Linked DNA regions of Triticum aestivum: region 1 is linked to region 2. A link is a contact called in public Hi-C data. All regions are on one chromosome and are shown on one strand. Each heading gives the region's core, a stretch centred on a gene start, on an enhancer-like site or on the middle of the called end of the contact. The rest is flanking DNA. Distances are from core to core; before and after follow the strand shown.

The links. Hi-C and Micro-C count contacts between places; a contact is called where the count stands out from the background.
Region 1: a contact with region 2 is called in a Hi-C map of leaf, with 5 times the contacts expected there. The contact joins the promoter of LOC123055830 here to the promoter of LOC123053725 in region 2. A contact is called at or near these places in 2 of 5 Hi-C or Micro-C datasets (both in leaf).

The regions. Positions count from the first base shown.
Region 1 is chr2D:444,408,769-444,412,606 of IWGSC CS RefSeq v2.1, forward strand. It overlaps LOC123055830, which reads right to left and starts at 2,553. Exons shown (of 3, transcript XM_044479673.1): 1 at 2,361-2,553. The coding sequence starts at 2,553.
Region 2 is chr2D:444,219,972-444,223,850 of IWGSC CS RefSeq v2.1, forward strand. It overlaps LOC123053725 (serine/threonine-protein kinase OXI1), which reads right to left and starts at 2,530. Exons shown (of 2, transcript XM_044477257.1): 1 at 1,819-2,530; 2 at 438-1,690. The coding sequence starts at 2,237. The coding sequence ends at 748.

The DNA of each region.
Region 1 (3,838 bases), core at 1,303-3,802, 190 kb after region 2:
GCCTAGCAAAGGGCATGTCTGGCCGGGTTCGCGCTGGTGGGTATCTCGTACCAAACTAAAATGTTCGCTCTCCCCCCTATCAGGGGAGAGCGATACATCCGCTCGACCCTGGAGCCCCAGTCAGCGTTCCCGCAATATCAGAGTCGTTATTTTTTACAACCTTGAGATACCAAACTTGCAGTTTCTATTTTTTGTAAATAACTTGAATTACTATTGGACTTCTTTCCATGTTTGCCGGGAATTTTTTATTATTCATTCTTGTACTCCCATAATTACTATTTTCAGTGCATAGTTTTTCACAATTTAAAAAGCTAGAGTTATCATTTATAGTTATTGTACACAACTTGTTGTATTATTACAATTATTTGCATATTTGTCTGGATTTTTATTTAAAATAAAATAAATCTGAGTTGTCTTGATTTTATTCTCAGTTGAATGTCTCCCGTCATATTTGTTGGCTGGATTTTTATTATTGAAGGTAAGTACTCTTTCAGTCCAATGTGAAAGACACTTTTGCCAAATTCATGAAAATGGAAGTACATTGCGATCATACTGGTTGTGCTGTGTTAGGTTTTTCTTTTGTGTTGGTCCAACACATTTGGACCTAGTAGTGGTTGGTTTGCTCTTGCCATCCAACCATACTAGGAGTACTTAATTAATTTGGATATAGGATAACAAATTAGGTACGGGATAGTACATAGTACTTTTTTTTAAACCGGGCATAACCCCTTTCCATTACTTTGACATAACGGAAATACAGAGTTCCGAAACTGAAGCTACCAAGGAAACTGGAAAGGGGAAAGCGAGTTCAGAGCATTCTTAGAAAACCCACTGCAAGCACCCGTCATCGAGCAGCTTATCATGGGGCAAAAACCCAAGGACACCCAAACGCAATCTAGACCTAACCAGGAGAGTTCAACAAGTTTAAGGCTACCAAAAGGCTCACGCAGGAGCGACACCACATGCTCGCGCAGGAGCAGAAACAAGTAGTTTTAATAAAGCATGGCGAAGGAATAGTACTAGTACTCTACATCACGCTGCACCCTAACATGCACATGATCGATTTTACTCAAAGCGGCACGCTTTTATCCGTGCGTGCACTCGAGTGGAGTGCATGCTCTACTTTGTTCACGGATGCCGCTTTTGCAGTTTTGGGGTGCTTGCACATGTTTGGGAAGGTGCATTTTTTAAGCATCAGCTACTCCAAAACCGACCAGATAAAGTTTGCTTGCACAAAAACGTGACTCTCTATTGTCAATTGTCATGTGAGGAGATGGAAACTCCACGTCCTTGAATAATCAAGTCGAGCTTCTTGCTGGATTTTAAAACCTGGTGTGGTACACTTATGATTTGATTGGAGCCGTTGTACCGAACGATGACGCAAACCCTCACTCACGCCGGCCCCTTTCACACTTGTGAAGCTTAGCAGGAGCCCAATCGGCAACGCTGACAGGGAAGGCAAGGCGAGGCGGCGGCTCTTTACTCCGGCCGGTTGGCGTTGGAGGTCCTACTATACCGGTCCAACAATACGTCCAATCAGTCAGTCAGTCCCTCGGTCCATCATCATCCGTTCATCCTCACACCGCACGCACGGGAAATCTTCCAGCTCCTACTTGGCGCTGGAGTGGGAGCGAGCAACGCCACATGGCCATGGTGATGCATGCTCGACTGGAGTGGGCGGGGTGTGCAGGAGCTGTTTGTTTCGCGCGCGCGGTCGTGGTCGGGGCTGTTGGGTGTTGGCCGCTGAGGCGAGGGCAGGGCCAACTACGGAACGAACGACCGAGCCCTGCCGTGCGCGCGCCTGCTTCTCCCCACCATCGTCAGCCACGGGCTTTAGAGCATCTCCAGCCGTTCAGCCTCCCAAAGCGCTGAAAAAAAGCGGCCTAAGGCGAACCGGCGCTAGATTGGCCCTTGAGGCGACCTAGCTACCAGCCACGCCCCCAGACGCCGCCCCCAGCCGCCGCCCCCAGACGCCGCCCCCAGCCGCGGCAAATTCAAACGTAGACATTCCCGCGCACAAAATAGACCCACAAATCCGGCGATCAAGCGGCCACAAGTTCGGCGATCGAATGAAAAGTTCGGTGTACAAAAAGCAGGGAAGCTGGTTCAGGATGAGGCCACGCTCCGTCAAGTACCACGCCTTGTCGTTGCTCTGGAGCATGTCCGGCCCGCCCAGCAGGAAAGCCAAGTCGGTGTTTCTCTTCTTCGCGGCGACGTTGGCCCTGAGTAGGTCGAGCTTGGCGGCGCTGCTCGACATCAACGGCGACCACCGCGCGTCGGTCTTCTCTTCACGAAGGACAGTCCGGGCCTGTGCGTCGGTGAGGTAGTGGCCGCGTCGGCGTGTTTCCCCTTCTTGGCACCTTTGTTGCCGTCCGGCCGCCCTTCTGACACGCCCGGAGTCGGCGCGCCGGGTGCGTCCGGCTTGTAGGTCTCCTTGACCTTGTCGAGGGTGCGCTGGACTTCCGCCCACTTCTCGCACTTGTCAATGCGCTTGTAAATGTGGAGGTACTTGAATTCGGCGTCGCTGTTGCTGTGCCGATACAGGGCGAACATGCGCAGCTACTGCGCGGAGGAACAAACAGTTGGCGGGCGCACACGGCGCAGGGAGGCGAGAGACCGGCGTGGCATACCTGATCCTCAACGCTGGCGCCGCTCTCCAAGCGAGCCGCGACCTCCTCGACGACCCCATGCCATTTGTTGCACGCCCCCTGAAAACGCCCCCAATGGTTCACCATCGCCTTCGACCCGCGCTGCATGTAGACGCCTTTGAAGTAGGGGTCGACGAGCTTGCGCTCGTCGAACTCGGCCTTGATGCGCTCCCAGTACGTCTCGATGCTCTGGTTCGTGCCGGTGGTCGGGTCGAGGCAGACGACTTTCCATGCTTCGGCGAGGCATTCCTCCTCTTTGGACGCCCACTTGATGCACGGCTCGCCTAACGTGGCCGCCCGCTTCTTCTTCTTGCGCCTCCTCGCCGGAACAGTCGCCGGCTCCTCCTCCTCCTCCTCCCCGTCCTCCTCCTCCTGCTCCTCCTGCTCCTCCTCGCCGTAGACGTAGCCGAGCTCGCCGTCCATGCCGCCGCTGAGATCCACCGTGTCATCCGGGGTGACGAACCCGGGAGACGCGACGGCCGCGGCCAATCCTGCCGCGATGATGTCGTCCATGTCGGCCTCGGTCTCGTCGGTGTCGCCGATGTGCGAGAAGGGCAACGCGCCACGGCGGAGTGGGGGCGTTGGGGAGGAAGCGTAGGCGGGCGGCGAGTAGTTGTATGGAGGGTACTGCACGCCGGCGAAGGCGGGCGAGGGCGTGCGCTGGGCCGGTATCCATGGGGGAAGGTGACGTTTGGGTTGAACCCACCGTGTGCGTCCCTGTCGGCGTAGCCCGGCGAGGGCGATCCCTATGGCTGCGGCGACGGAGAGCCGACGCCTTGCTGGCCCCAGGACGCGTACTGGGCGTGGCTGCCGGGTGGATTCATCATCCCCGCGCGAGTCGCCTCGGCCTCGGCTTGGTCCACCGAAGCGGCAGCCGCAGCCGTGCGTGCCGCGTTGTCACGGGCCTTCTTGGCGATGGCCCTGTTCCACCGGTCGGCGGTGACAGCCTCCCGTCGCTAAACTTCTGCCATCCACTCGGCGTTTGTCATGCCCGGTGGCTTGGACAGCGGCGCCCTCGGCTTCCTCTGCTTCGGCTGGGCGACGGAGGCGGTCGCGGTTGCCGCGGCGCGGGGGACGACGTATTTCTTCGGTGGCATGGCGGCCGGCTGGGAGGCGAGCGGGAGGGAGATTGGCGGGAGGAAAGGAGAAAATGGGAGGAAAGTGGGGAAAAGCGGGAAGAAACGGCGGGA
Region 2 (3,879 bases), core at 1,280-3,779:
ACTGGCAATGGCGTACCTGCTCCTGCTCACTGCACCAGTGGGCAAGTAAAGGGAGCCAGCCAGGCTAGCCCCTGTGTTCCATTTACTCCCGCTCGCGACTCGTTGGCTGGCAGATTACAAATTTCATGCTGCATTTCTGTACGTTAACCCTAGTAATTGAAGCCGATGAAAAGATACCTCTGCGTAGCAAGTACCAGCAGTGGTTGGCCAGTGGCCACCACTGAACTTCACTGTGCGGACACCACGCCTCCGCGCATTTTTCAGAAACTAAGATAATAGCGTCCGGGTTTGGTTTATGGCACCCGCAAGAACAGAACGGAATAGTTATTTTTAGGAAGTTGATGCCTAGAATTTCCATTCTAATTCAATGCTTACCAAAAGTCACTGGGCACCAAATGGAAAAACAAACATCAAGACCAATTTGCACCTCATCTGCCTAATATTAACTGCTGATTATTCATTATGTACTCGATCGCCTCAACAATCCTCGTATGTACGGGCCAAAGCAATGTATCCACCAAAAAAGAAGCGAAGCAAAAACGTACTCTACTCCGCTAAACACACGATTACCTCCTTAATTATGTACTCATCCCTCCACCAAATCCCACCATATAGGAGTAGTAGTACTGTACTGTACTGTGCTACGAGTTCCCAAAGAAAAGAAAAGAGAATATCGTATTAACAAAATAAACCTGGCCAAGCCCATTTTTCTGGCAAGGACAAAGTGCTAAAATCTAAAAAAAAACCTCAGAAAAACACGGAGAAATCGCCATCTTTCGACGGATCCATCATCCTCCGCTCACCGTCGTCGCCCCCGCCCGTCTCCGTCTCCGGCGAAGGCTTCTTCTCGTCCCCCGCCGCCGCGGCGTTCTCGACGTCGCTGGCCGCGAACGTCTCGTGGACGACCTTCTCGACGTCGAGCACCTCGCCGCCGTCCTCGTCCTGGGGCAGCGCGGGGATGTATGGCGGGCGCGCCACGCGGAGGATGCGGTCCCAGTCGACGCCGTGGAAGAAGGGGTGCGCCTTGATGCCGCGCGCGCCGATGCGCTTCGCCGGGTCCTTCTCCAGGAGGCGGGCGATGAGGTCGCGCAGCGGCGTCTTCTCGCCCACCAGCTCCGGCTGCTTGGTGAGCACGCGGTAGAAGGTCTCCTTGCGGTTCTGCCCCCGGAACGGCGTGCGCCCGTAGAGCATCTCGTAGAGCACCACGCCCAGGCCCCACCAGTCCACGATGAAGTCGTGCCCGCTCCCGGCGATGATCTCCGGCGCCACGTAGTCCTCCGTGCCCACGAACGAGTTCGACTTGGCCGGCGTGCGCGCGCCGGAGACCGTGGAGGAGGCGGTGGTGGCCGTCGAGGAGGTGGACGACGAGGAGGCCGTCCGGGAGGTGGACGGCGGCGACGGCGAGTCCGCTGACACGGCAGGCTTTGTGGTGCCGCCCGAGCGAAACCGGAAGCACATGGCCGGCTTCTTGGGCTTCCCGGTGTTCGGGGACGGCGAGGTAGGGACGGGCGCCGGTTTGGGGGCGTCCGTCTCCGGCGGCAGAACCGGGAGCCTCGTGGAGAGGTCGAAGTCGACGAGCATGATGTGGCCGGTGTCCTGTATCAGGACGTTCTCCGGCTTGAGGTCCCGGTAGACGATGCCGATGCTGTGCAGGTACTCGAGTGCCAGCACCAGCTCCGCCGCGTAGAACCTGCGAATTGGCAACGAATGGGTGAGCTCACGGATCAAATCTTGGCCACCGATTTGTTCGACGGCGGTGCGTGGGCGTAAGGGCGTTTGGTTGATGGGTTAATCGGTCAGGGAGAGCGGGGGGCGTACCGTATGACGGAGTCGGAGAACATCTTCTCGGTCTGGCGGCGTCGGAGGGAGTTGAGGTCGCCGCCTCCGCAGCGGTCGATGGCGAAGCCGACGACGGCGTCGGTGGCGAGGACGCCGCGGAGGGCGGGGAGAAGCGGGTGGCGCAGGGCCAGGAGCACGTCGCGCTCGAACCAGATCCTCCGGTGGCCGTCCGCGGCGGCGCCGCCGCTCCCGCCGCTCTTCTTGTGGCGCGCGGCCTCCCGCGAGACCGCCTTGAGCGCCATGGCGACGTCGCCCCCTCCATCCGCGGCGGCGCCCTCGGGCACGACGTGGAAGACGACGCCCTTGGCGCCGCGGCCGAGCACGGAGACGGCCCGGAGGTCGGCCAGGCTGAGCTGGCGCGGCTCCGGCGGCGGCGGCGCGAGCGCCTGCGCCGTCATGGCCACCGCGAGAGCGCGCACGAGGACGGCGCCGCCTCGGATTGGGCGGCGGGGTGCGAGTGGGTTCGGTGCCCTGCGCCTGCGCCTGGGCGAGTGAGGGAAGGAAGGAAGGGTGGGGTGGGGATTGGTTGCGGTTTGATTTTGGTACTCCCCCGATTCGATTCCAGGTTTGGCTCCTCTGCCTCTGCGTGCGTTGCGTTGGTTATATGCGGCGGGCAACAGGCTCCCTCTGCCTTCCCTTCCCTTGGCGACGAAGCACTCGCGTGCGGGATTTTCTTCCGGGAAGCGAGTGTTTTGAAACGGGAAGAGTTTTTTAATCCCTTCGTTCGTCGACGGACCACGGTCTTCTCTCGCGTGTGTTGTTGTTGGGTGTGGGGCCAGTTTACCAGCGACAAATGAAAGGATTTTGTGGGCTCCGTCTTTGGACCGCGGTTGCGGGCTCCTCCCTGCGCCCAGTTTGTTGCCCCAGAAGTGATTCCAGAACCCCTCAGAAAAAAAAATGCAGTGATTCTTTTTTTAGGGCTATAAATGCAGTGATTCTAGAAGGAGTAGTTCCTTTCCTTCGGTCTATCTTTCGGACAGTACAGCAGATACAACTTTTTTAGAGGGTGCTTAGATCCAAGAGACTTATTTTAGTCTGACTAAAAACAGTCTCTTTAAGAGGCTAAAGTTTTAAGCACCCCTGACTAAAGAGAGGCTAAAACTAGTTTTGAGACTAAAAAATTGTAGTCAGGGATACCCCTGCTAAAATGTGGATTAGCCTTCACTCTTCTCATTTAACTCATCTCCTTTAACATAGACGAGTTCTAGATTGGAGGGTTTGGAGGATAATAAATGCTCATTAACTTGATTTTAGTCTCTTTAGTATTTGGATTCAAGCATGGATAAGGCTAGAAAGTTTTAGTCCCACTACTTTTAGTCATGGGACTAAAACGTATCCAAGCACCCTCTTAATCCATTCGATACAATTACTGCAATGCTACTTTTCAGACAAGTGATTTCAATTCGCTCGCATTTGAACTCTCTGAATGTCCGAGCTCCAGCTGTGATTTCTGTTCAATTTTTCAGCCGACTGGGTTCTTTATTTAGCCCGCCTTTGAGTTACCGGACGTTCGCCCGTGCGATGCAATAATTTAGGTTTCTGTATGTTACAGTAGGTTATATCATTTTTCTTCTAACCTTATAATCGCTTTACTCTTGCCTATTTTTGTGCTATATATGTGTATGTTGATTATTTCTGCCCCTACAATTACCATTACTATTGTCAGTTATTCATTTTGGCTTCCCTGTTGTTGCTCGGATCTTGGCACAAAGCCGACGATACGTAGACACGCTACAGTCGTTCACTGTATGTCTGCCTCTAGGGCTTGACCAAAAGCTCGTAGCTCGCGAGCTTAATGAGTGCTTGATAGCTCATCTTTTTAAACTCTTAGCTCGCTACCTAATGAACAAAGTTAATCATTGATTTTAGCTCGTTAACCTTATAATGAGTTTTATGAGCAGCTCCTTAAGCTCACCAGTACAACACATCACATATTTTTATCTTACATGACAACATTTTGTGCCACCTCAACCCGCCAATCTAATCGGCCCATCCCGATCCACCAGAGGCAACAAACTATAGCATCACCTCCGGTAGTCA